3 separate regions of the Zea mays genome follow, and regions 1 and 3 are each linked to region 2. Evidence: chromatin contacts called from public Hi-C data. All regions are on one chromosome and are shown on one strand. The core of a region is the stretch at or near the end of the contact, and the rest is flanking DNA. Distances in the headings are between cores, read along the strand shown.

What was found. Hi-C and Micro-C count contacts between places; a contact is called where the count stands out from the background.
Region 1: a contact with region 2 is called in a Hi-C map of ear, with 2.5 times the contacts expected there. The contact joins the promoter of LOC100278138 here to the promoter of LOC100275637 in region 2. A contact is called at or near these places in 3 of 25 Hi-C or Micro-C datasets (ear, leaf and tassel).
Region 3: a contact with region 2 is called in a Hi-C map of ear, with 3 times the contacts expected there. The contact joins the promoter of LOC100283783 here to the promoter of LOC100275637 in region 2. A contact is called at or near these places in 2 of 25 Hi-C or Micro-C datasets (ear and leaf).

What each region holds. Positions count from the first base shown.
Region 1 is chr1:194,599,960-194,603,061 of Zm-B73-REFERENCE-NAM-5.0, reverse strand. LOC100278138 reads right to left here and starts at 1,762. Exons shown (of 13, transcript XR_004855425.1): 1 at 1,088-1,762.
Region 2 is chr1:194,421,751-194,424,906 of Zm-B73-REFERENCE-NAM-5.0, reverse strand. It overlaps LOC100275637, which reads left to right and starts at 1,554. Exons shown (of 3, transcript NM_001374080.1): 1 at 1,554-1,809; 2 at 1,924-2,058; 3 at 2,146-2,351. The coding sequence starts at 1,600. The coding sequence ends at 2,217.
Region 3 is chr1:194,659,987-194,663,355 of Zm-B73-REFERENCE-NAM-5.0, reverse strand. LOC100283783 (SNF1-related protein kinase regulatory subunit beta-2) reads right to left here and starts at 1,712. Exons shown (of 3, transcript NM_001369885.1): 1 at 1,558-1,712. LOC103642362 (a long non-coding RNA gene) reads right to left here. Exons shown (of 6, transcript XR_002266304.3): 5 at 2,777-3,295; 6 at 2,250-2,673.

The DNA.
Region 1 (3,102 bases), core at 513-3,012, 180 kb before region 2:
GCAAATAGATTCGTATCCAAATATTTCAATCACTTATCGAATATTATTTACTGTGCATGTGACGTGACTGTGGCATCGACTAAGATAAGCTTTTCAAAGTTAAAATTGTTGAAGAACTATTTAAGGTCAACGATGTCTCAAGATCGTCTCAACGAATTAGCTACTTTATGTATTGAGAAAAATTATTAGACGAGGTTGATAATAACACTATTATCAATGACTTTGCATCAAGAAATGTTAGAATTTTTTTGAAGTAATATGTACAAAGATTTGAAGTTATTTTGATATATTATAGACTTTTATCTTTCAAAATTTTGCTTATGTACTTAGAAGAAAGTAAAAAATATATATACAGTTTTAAAGGGCCCCAATTTTTTGTTTTGCCCCGGGTCCATAAAACCTCAGGACCGGCCCTGCATCACCTCAATCAGCAATCCAAGGCACCAGACAATTCCATCTCTTATTTGAATCTGTGAATCCCTTCTTCGATTTGATTACGTCCGGTCTGCTTTGGCCCAGTAGTTCCGTATTACATCTTACTATATCATGCTTTACTATCTGTGTTTGTGTGTTGTGTATCCGACTGATGTAAATTGGTTGTTTATTATTGAGAATGATCATTTGGATTGCACGAACAGTTATCTGTTTATTTCTTGTTGTTCTATTTTTTGTTTGTATGCATGTTTTATTTGGTTCCCCTCTGCAAACCTTCCAATTTGGCTTCCATAGAAATAATTTGGTTTGTTTTTTTCTATCTGATATGAGAATTGAGTGTTCCATAGCCTATAAACACTCGATTCTGTTATCTATCCAGTTTCGAGTGTTTTAAAGCCATCTGACAGACGGGTGTAAGATGCTTTTGAAACACTCGAGTTGAGAGTAGAGAAAGTAAAAAAATCCCTATAGACCCCCACCAGACAAGCTGCCGGATGCGCAGTGCTCGAGTCTCCCAAGTGGGACACCCACACCACCGCTTCACACTGATTGGGGATGGTTATGAGTTCCAACCGCACCATCACGCCCCCCATTGCAATGCATATCCAACCCCGACATCACAGACACAGAGGGAAAGAGGAGGGAGAGAAACCTGACGGATCGTGGCCGGTGTCCTCCTTGATGGCCTCGCCATGGTCGGCTAAGCATGGTGCCAGATCTATGGAGCCGATGAGCACCACCTCGAAGAGGCGCAGAAGGTGACCACCGTGGGCGCCGTGCCCGTCGGCATCCTAGGCGAGGATTCACAAGCTGTCGTGAAATTCTCATCGCCCCTTCCTTCCTTCCTTCCAGCTCCTCGCCAAATCGCCGAGACGCCGACTACCTCGCGCTCCCATAGATTTGGTAGAATATGTGTCGGTGGCCTCGGACGTGCAGTGGTAGAGGCTTCTGCGGTGGCGGCGACGGAGGAGAAGGGGGAGCGAGCAGTGTCCGCCGGCGCGGTGTCTGTGTGCTGGGGCTCGGGTTCCGAGGAACCCTAGCCGCCGCGCGATGGCGTCTTACAGGCCGTACGCACCGCCGCCTCCGCAGGGCGGCTACCCGCCGCAGATGAATCCGTACACGCCGCCGCCACCGCAGGCGCCCTAAACAGGATGCCGGCGCCGCCCTACCACGCTGGGCCCCCGCCCCCGCCGCCACCCGGTCCGCCGCCACCTCACCAACCGCAGTTAAATTTCGGTCCCGGGCCTCCGCAACAGCATCTGCGACGGCTTCGGGGCGCAATGGCTTCGGGGCTGGTGGGCAGGATGGAGGAGTGGGACTGTTGTGTGGGATCGGACGGTTTAGATCAGAGAAGGATAGAACAGACGGTTGAGATTGTCTAACGGCAGAACGCAAGGAGGCAGGCTACCCTTGTGTTCTTAATAAGTAGTATAGATATGAGAATCAAACCAGAGCTTGATTGATCTTAGTAGTTATATCTAGATGACATTCAAGCAAGGTTCACAATATTGAAGAAATGATTCTCAATGGATGCTCAATAGGATGTGACTCATGAATGGCTTGATAGGGTGAAGATAGCAAGGAAAGGGCTTCGAGGAACTAAGCGAAGGTGAAGGCCAAGCGACGGCTTGTAGACCGAGGAACTAACCCTATTTCCCTTTCAATCTCTCCTTTTTGGTGATTGATGCCAACACAAACCAAAGCAGATATGGTGTGCAGAGATGTAACTAGTTTGCAATTGAGATAGATGTGCAATGGTTACTTGGAATGAAACCAATGAAAGATTTTAAACATATTAATAAGAGTGAATGGTTTGCCTTTCTTTTATTTAATATTTTGGACCACATTTTCACCACATGTTTGTTTTTGCAATTCTTTTGGAAAATCTTTTCAAAATCTTTTGCAAATAATGAAAGGTATAGGAATAAGATTGCAAAAAGCATTTCTAAGATTTGAAATTCCTCCCCCTGTTTCAAATGCTTTTCCTTTGACTATATAAAAGCTCCCCTGAATAAATTCTCCTCTTAGCTTTCAAGAGGGTTTTTGAGATAAATACCAATTTGAAATTTTATTTTCACATATCAATTGAAAATTAGATACTAATTGAAAAATACAACAATTGAAAATTTTGTTTTGAAATTTTTTGAAATGGTGGTGCGGTCCTTTTGCTTTGGGCTTAATATTTTCTCCCCCTTTGGCATTAAGCATCAAAAACGGAGAACTTGAGAGCCCTATGCATTTTTCTCCCCTTTTGGGGCCTAATATTTTATCCCAAATGGTAAAATTAATACGAGTGCAGATTCATACCAATGAGAGTTGTAGGAGTAATGACAAAGGGTTAATGATATCGTCAGAGTTGGAGTGGAAGCCTTGTCTTTGTCGAATACTCCTTTTCCCTTTCAATCTACGACTAAGTATAGAGATACACTTGAAAGCACATTAGTCGTAGTCTTGGCACAAGAAGAATAAGAAATATGCATTTGTACCAAATGAAAGAGACATGATCAAAGGTATATGCATGAGCTATGTGTGCAATGCTTCAATCAAAGTTTCGAGAATCAAGTATATTTAGCTCATTCCTAAGTTTGCTAGAGGTTTTCTCATCTAGTGGCTTGGTAAATATATCGGCTATTGGTTGTGGGTGCTCACATAAGCTATTTCGATATC
Region 2 (3,156 bases), core at 305-2,804:
CACCTCAACGGAGAGTAGGTTTTCAAGAAACGAACCTCAGTAAAATAAATCACCGTGTCATCCGCTTTATTTCTTGGTTGATTTGTTTTCCCCCTCTCTCACGGACTCATATTTTTTTCTAACGCTAACCTCGGCTTGTAGTTTGTCTTTTAAGTTATAAATTTCAGATTCCGCCTATTCACCCCCACTCTAGGTGACTTTCAACAATCATAACCATTGAGATCAATGGGTTGTCATATCCCGCCATGATAAGAATGGCCATATGTGTGCGCCGCTCTGGTGTCTTAAGTCCCGGACCGAACGACACACTTCAGTGAATACCAAACAACATGATATAATATCTATAAAATGATATTAAAAGACGCAACAGTTTCTAGGCTATACCGATATGTGAGGTGTCACAAGGTCTAGGCCCACCAGAAGGGCAGTCCGGTAGTGGATCTAGGGGCCCTTATCAGCACCTAGGGGAAGGCATACCCTCGAGGCCATGACCGTTGTCAGGACTTGCATAAGGATCCTCTTGAGAAGATCTACAGACCATAAAAAGAATACCAAATTGGACCTAGCGATCCCATATGCCTCGGGAACACTCCAAGGCCCCTCACATCTAGGGACGTCTAAAAGGCAACCCTTAGGACCACTCACATCGTGGAGGGCTCCTCACGACCCAAGGAATCTAACAGGTAGACCTCTGTGGCCCCCTCTGGCCTTGAGATCTGAGACGGAAAAAATTTCGCGCCCATGCCCTAGGGCATATGACAAACACAACCATCAAGGGCCCTCGCCTCCGAGGGCACCTAGTATATAATCATCGGGCCCTCACCCCCGGAACACAATTCTAAACTCTAATTCAGTGACATCCAAACAATAGAATTGAAATTACATCTCATTTCAATGACATGCCTGATTTGGTATTCAACTCAATTCAATTCCATCCACTCCAATATTGGCATCTAAATGGAGCATTAGGGACATTTGATACCTTAGTGTCATTGCCATGACATCATCGTATCCTTCCTAAAGGCGTAGATTTAGAGATACTGCATTGCTCTTATTTATGTTGAGGACAAGTCTGCCATCGCTAGTCTCTAAGCAGATGAAGGGGTCGAAGGTTGTTGCAAAGAAAGGACGAATCAAGTTTGAAGAAGGGCCGGGGTAGGCGAAGTTTTAAAACTTATTAGGCGTTATTTGGTTGAAAAGGCTGCTTAAAGTTATGGGGTGTGAATTATAGGCTGTGTGAAAGCTAAAAGGCATCGCAGATAAAAACAGATGTAAAGGTGATTCGAGAAAATTAGCTAAAAAGCAAATTTCAGATGTGACTTTGAATTGAACTCAGCACCTTTCGTTTGCTTTTGAAGTGATCCGCTGGAAGTTTGGGCCCGTTGCGTTTGCCCAGGGCCCAGGACCACGTTGACCGTGCAATGGATGCGGGAGAACGAGTGCCAGCAGCAGGTGGATTCGCGTGGGGCCATGGCGTCAGAGAGCGTTAGGCTTACTTCCACTCCACTCGCTGTCGCTGGGTTTATTATCCACGAAAGGAGAAGGAGCGGTGGAGAAGAGGAGAAGGTACCGCAGCCGCACAGGCACAGCTCCTGCGGCATGGCGCAGTGGAGCAGCGTGGCCGCGAGCCTGGACCGGTGGATTGGGCTTGGGCTTGGGCCATGCCGCTGCGGCTCACCGCCGGCACCGTCCCGGGCGGCGATGCCACGGCGCGGGCGTGCGAGGAGGAACGGCGGCAAGGTCGTCGGATGCGCGTCCGTCCCGCGGGAGCAGGCCGAGCTGCCGCCGCTTGCCGTCGACGGCACCGAGGTCAGTCATCGGTCTCAGCACCGTATTACGTACCTCAGAAAGCAAGGCCGGGCGCGGCAAAGCTGATGCTGCCGCATGCGTCTCTTGCCTTGCCGTGAATCGATTTGTCCCAAGGAAGAAGGCGTAGGCGGGTGCGGAGCGTGCGGCGGCGCGGGGTGGGTGCTCTGCGACTTCTGCCAGGGCAAGAAGAACAACGTCAAGTCGGAGACCGGCAGCCGGGTGTACCGCCGCTGCCCCACCTGCAAGGCTGTCAGTAACAAAGACTATTTCTTCGCCTCCACTCCATCTCTTCTTCTGAATTCTGATGGTGTTACATGTGTACATGCATGCATGCAGGCGGGCTTCATCCTGTGCCCAAGATGCAGGGTGTACAAGTGCGTCACCTTCCCAGAGAGCACTGAATCGTGAGCGTGTCATGGTGGTCGCACGTGTTTGTTCCAAATCCATGTATGAGTCTGCAGAAGAGATCTGTGTGAATTACTACTATTATCTTCTGAAGATATTTAAAGGAGAATTATTATATTCTGACCGTGTTTACAGTAGAACACCTGTCTGTGCACGTATACAGTTTTAATTTCACACGCAGAGATGCTCGCTCTTCCTTCAGACATGCTTGGTGCCTGTTTGTTTCGGCTTCTAGCAGCTTCTGGCCACCAAAAGCTGCTGCGGACTGACAAACGCTCAGCTTTTCAGTCAGCTTCTATACAATTCATTAGGGCAAAAACCATCCAAAATCAACATAAACACGTAATCGGTTGAGTCGTTGTAATAGTAGGAATCCGTCACTTTCTAGATCCTGAGCCCTATAAACAACTTTATCTTCCTCCACACGTAATCGTAATGATACTCAGATTCTCCCCACAGCCAGATTTTCAGAAAAGCTCGTCAGATTTCCGTCAACGCGTTTCGATCGCCTGACAGAAAAAGAAAATGGACGATGCTTGAATGGGCCTACTCAGCTACACTGGTACGGCATCGGGACTGGATCCCTTTTGTGGTGCTTCGAGATGGGCTTCGAGATGGGCCGGCCTGTTCTAGTTCGCGTCGTCGTCCGGCTCGGTGTGTGTGTGTAATTTTTACCGCGCGCAGAACATCAGCTACGGCGATGGGTAAGTGGGTAACGAGCAGTACTGCAGTACCGACCGAGGTACGGGAAGTACCTAAAAAACACAGTATGTACTGAAGAAAGCGGGAACATAAACGGATGGCGTTGCATCTGGACACGTCGGGCACCACCACGTACAAGAGTTTAAAGAGATAATCTATAATTCTTTCTCTTGTAGCTAATAGATTGATGGAGATAAAAAGGTGAGGACGAATATAAACTCAAGTATCAACGGAGTGCTA
Region 3 (3,369 bases), core at 463-2,962, 240 kb before region 2:
TCATGGGAGTACTGCAACTGTAGGCCATTATCTGGATATCTGCAGTATTATCTCAGGCAATACTACTTTGTTTGTAGGAACCACCGCCAGCGACCATGTCCCACTCGTTGAGCCTTGGCGCACAGCAATCATCGGTAGAAAAAAAAAACTAAAGCACAGGTCCACCCATGGCCAAGTAGAAAGGTATATGAAAGCACGGTCAGCATTACAATTTTGTCTCTGCGCTAATTGTTTAGTGATACTGCTTGCAAGATTCAGGATGCTAATAGAAACAAACAATGGAAGATAATTTGTAGCTAAATTACCGAACAAACTAAGAGCCACCTGGCTAATTTGCGGAGGTAGTCTTATTTTGCATAATATTTGTAATCCACTCCACCAAGATTGCATGGTATATTCATACCATTTACCGCCGGGTGGGGGGGGGGGGGGGGGGGGCAAGTAATAAGATGAATTATGAACCGAGTAGAACTGAAATTACATAAAAAGCAGCAAGCTTTGTGATGAAGATAAAACTATGAATACATATTGACTTCGATATGTCAGAATCCAGATTTGATAAAATTCTAGGCAAAATTAAATTCAGATCTTTTGCTGTTCCCATACAGATCAAACGCAATTGAATGGCATTTCACCAGCAATCATTTTTGAACTTAGGACATTACTAAATGGGATGATCATACGGCTAAAAGATTTGAAGCAACAATAAGAATCCAAATGGTATTCCAATAGATCAATTTTAGCCTAAAGTACTTGGGAAAAGGTCACGGTCATATACTAGGAAAATATTTCAGGCAAGGTATCACAGTCCAGTATATGGCAGTCCCTCTCCACTTACATTGCAGTTGAGTACATGAATTATCCTTTGTAAGGGCCTGCTTGGCAATTGTTGAGTTTGTGGTCCAAATTCTGCATATAGAGGCCTTGTTGGCATCGCTACGCTCCGACCCAGCCCTACACGGCAGGGGGTGCGGGGGGCGGAGACCCCCGCGGTATATATTAGTGACCCTAATTAGGGTTTGCTGCGCGTCGTCATTATCCTCTTGTAAGCCACCGTCTACGGATGGCGTTCTGTAAACACTCCACGTGTAGTGAAGGTTTCGCCTGGCTAGAGCCCGTGGTTTTTCCCTTCGCATCAAAGGGTTTTCCACGTAAATCTATGTGTCGTGCTCTGTGATTTGTTGGTTGATCTACTTCATTTTTCCTTCTTCTAACAGCAATTTAGGAAAATTATCTTCGTATGAATATTAGTGACTAGGAAATTATGTGCACATAGGTCTAGGATCTGGATGATTGTTTGGCAAACATGATAAGTATCACAAAACCAGCCACATACTTCCCCATGTGCCACCGCAGGGTATGGGCTGCTCCTTGCTGGAGCTTCACCGCAGGGGCGGATCCAGTAAAGGAACATCGGTGTACACATGTGCACCCAGTAATTTTTGCAAAAACATCGAAGTTCGGAAGCTTGTAAAATAGCTAAATAGCTTTAGATTAGGGTTTCAGTGTTCAGCTTCGCGCAGCATGAAGAGAAGGGAGGAGGACGGGTGGGAGTACCTGCTGGGTGCTCCTCGCTGGCGAAGAGACCAACAAGAGCCTCAGCACCTGGCTTATTGCGGCGTCGGCGGCGGCGGCCCACCGGTCGTCTGAGAGCGAGGGGGACGAGAGAGAGAGAGACAGAGAGAGAGAGAGACAACGCACGAGGAGCCGACGATGGATGCCGCGGAAGGGGGATGCGGGTTATGCATCGACGGCGTCAGAAAGAGCGCGCCAGGCCGCCCACAGGCCACGGGCCTTCCTCTAGCCTTTTTTCATAATTCACTAGGTATATGCCCGTGCGTTGCTACGGAATCAATACGATAAAATCCTTCACCCAATGCACATGAGACAATATTGAGATGTACCAAAAATTGTAATGTTAATACCTTAAAACCACTAATTCAGATGCCCTTTAAGCTGCAAGTGATTGGGTGAAGGGCATATGCCCGTGCGTTGCAACGGGGACACTTATACACGGATATGACATTGTTTAGTGATGTTATCAAAAAACAACTCAACAATCATAACAAGTGAGTTGATCTAGGTAATGAGTGACAAAAATCAGCCATGCACCAAATATTAAAGGATCTAACTATGTAGTAATGAAGATAAGATCCAGCGATTAAACCATCATAGTTGAGATAGAAAGCACCAACCTCACTTGTTATTTGGTGCATGGCTGATTTTGCTCTAAACAAGCATGGCCTCTCTTGTCACTCCTAATCATGTTACTGGCAGCAGAGATTAAGCAGTCCGGGAACACCGTCAGTTTGATGTCTATATATAAACCATACAGACAATAGACAAACTGATTCGCACGGTTTCATGCTAAAAAATCCTCGATAATCTATACAGATGTTTCATTTCGGTTGTGGTTTTTCTGCTACACATTCAGAATCGCAACTCACCGGTCACCGCTGTTACAGCATCCACCCAACACATCTATGCACGCTATCATCCTAATAACTACTTAAGCAATTACACAACAGGCTCACAGTTGCAGCCCCAGGTTGAGGCGCGACGGATCAAAGGCGACCCGACCCCCCCCGGCACACACACAACATTATCAATCAGCCGTATGTGTCTGCATCTGATTCACCACCAGTTGAGCCACATGTGGGAACATCATTGGTCCTGAAAAAAGACAGACACACAAAGGTCATGAACTTTGAACTAAAATGGTCATGAGAAATGGAACATTAACCGTACAAGTGTAGTTAAGAGTCTGGTTTGGCACCTGGAACATCATTGAAACCATTCGTAGTTTGCTGCATGCCTGGGTGTCAGTGAAGATTATTGGGGCTGCCCTTCATCTCAAGGGTACGTTCAGCTCGATTTATCGAAATTTGTGGTAGTGATCCACATTGCTGGCTTGCTAATGCTTCGGAACTCATCCTCTGCGTTGTGCTGGTAGAAGCATATGGCGTAGCATCTGGCTGAGATCCCACCAAATGGCTTCCGTCGTTGCCAGCACAGGCCTCAATGGCAGGAGGGCTGCTCATAGATGGCTGCTCACCTGAAGCTGTTGTACAGTCTTGCGGTGTCGTTGTTTCACGGCTCCAGGCCTACAATATCTTGTTTCCCATTTGGCGACAGAAAACTTTCCAAGCATCTGTTGATACCACGTCTTCTATGTAACCCCCACGGTCGGTGAGGTCTGAAAGAAATACCCTTGGAGGAGTCATGGATCCAGAGGTGGTCAACATGGATGTCTAAGATTCCGCCAGACATCTCACTCCCAAATGCAAGAGCGGCTCTGAAAGATGATAGAAGTGGTAAGCCTCCCAAAGGCAATGCTATACCTGTCCCATCTGTTTTTCAGCGAGATAA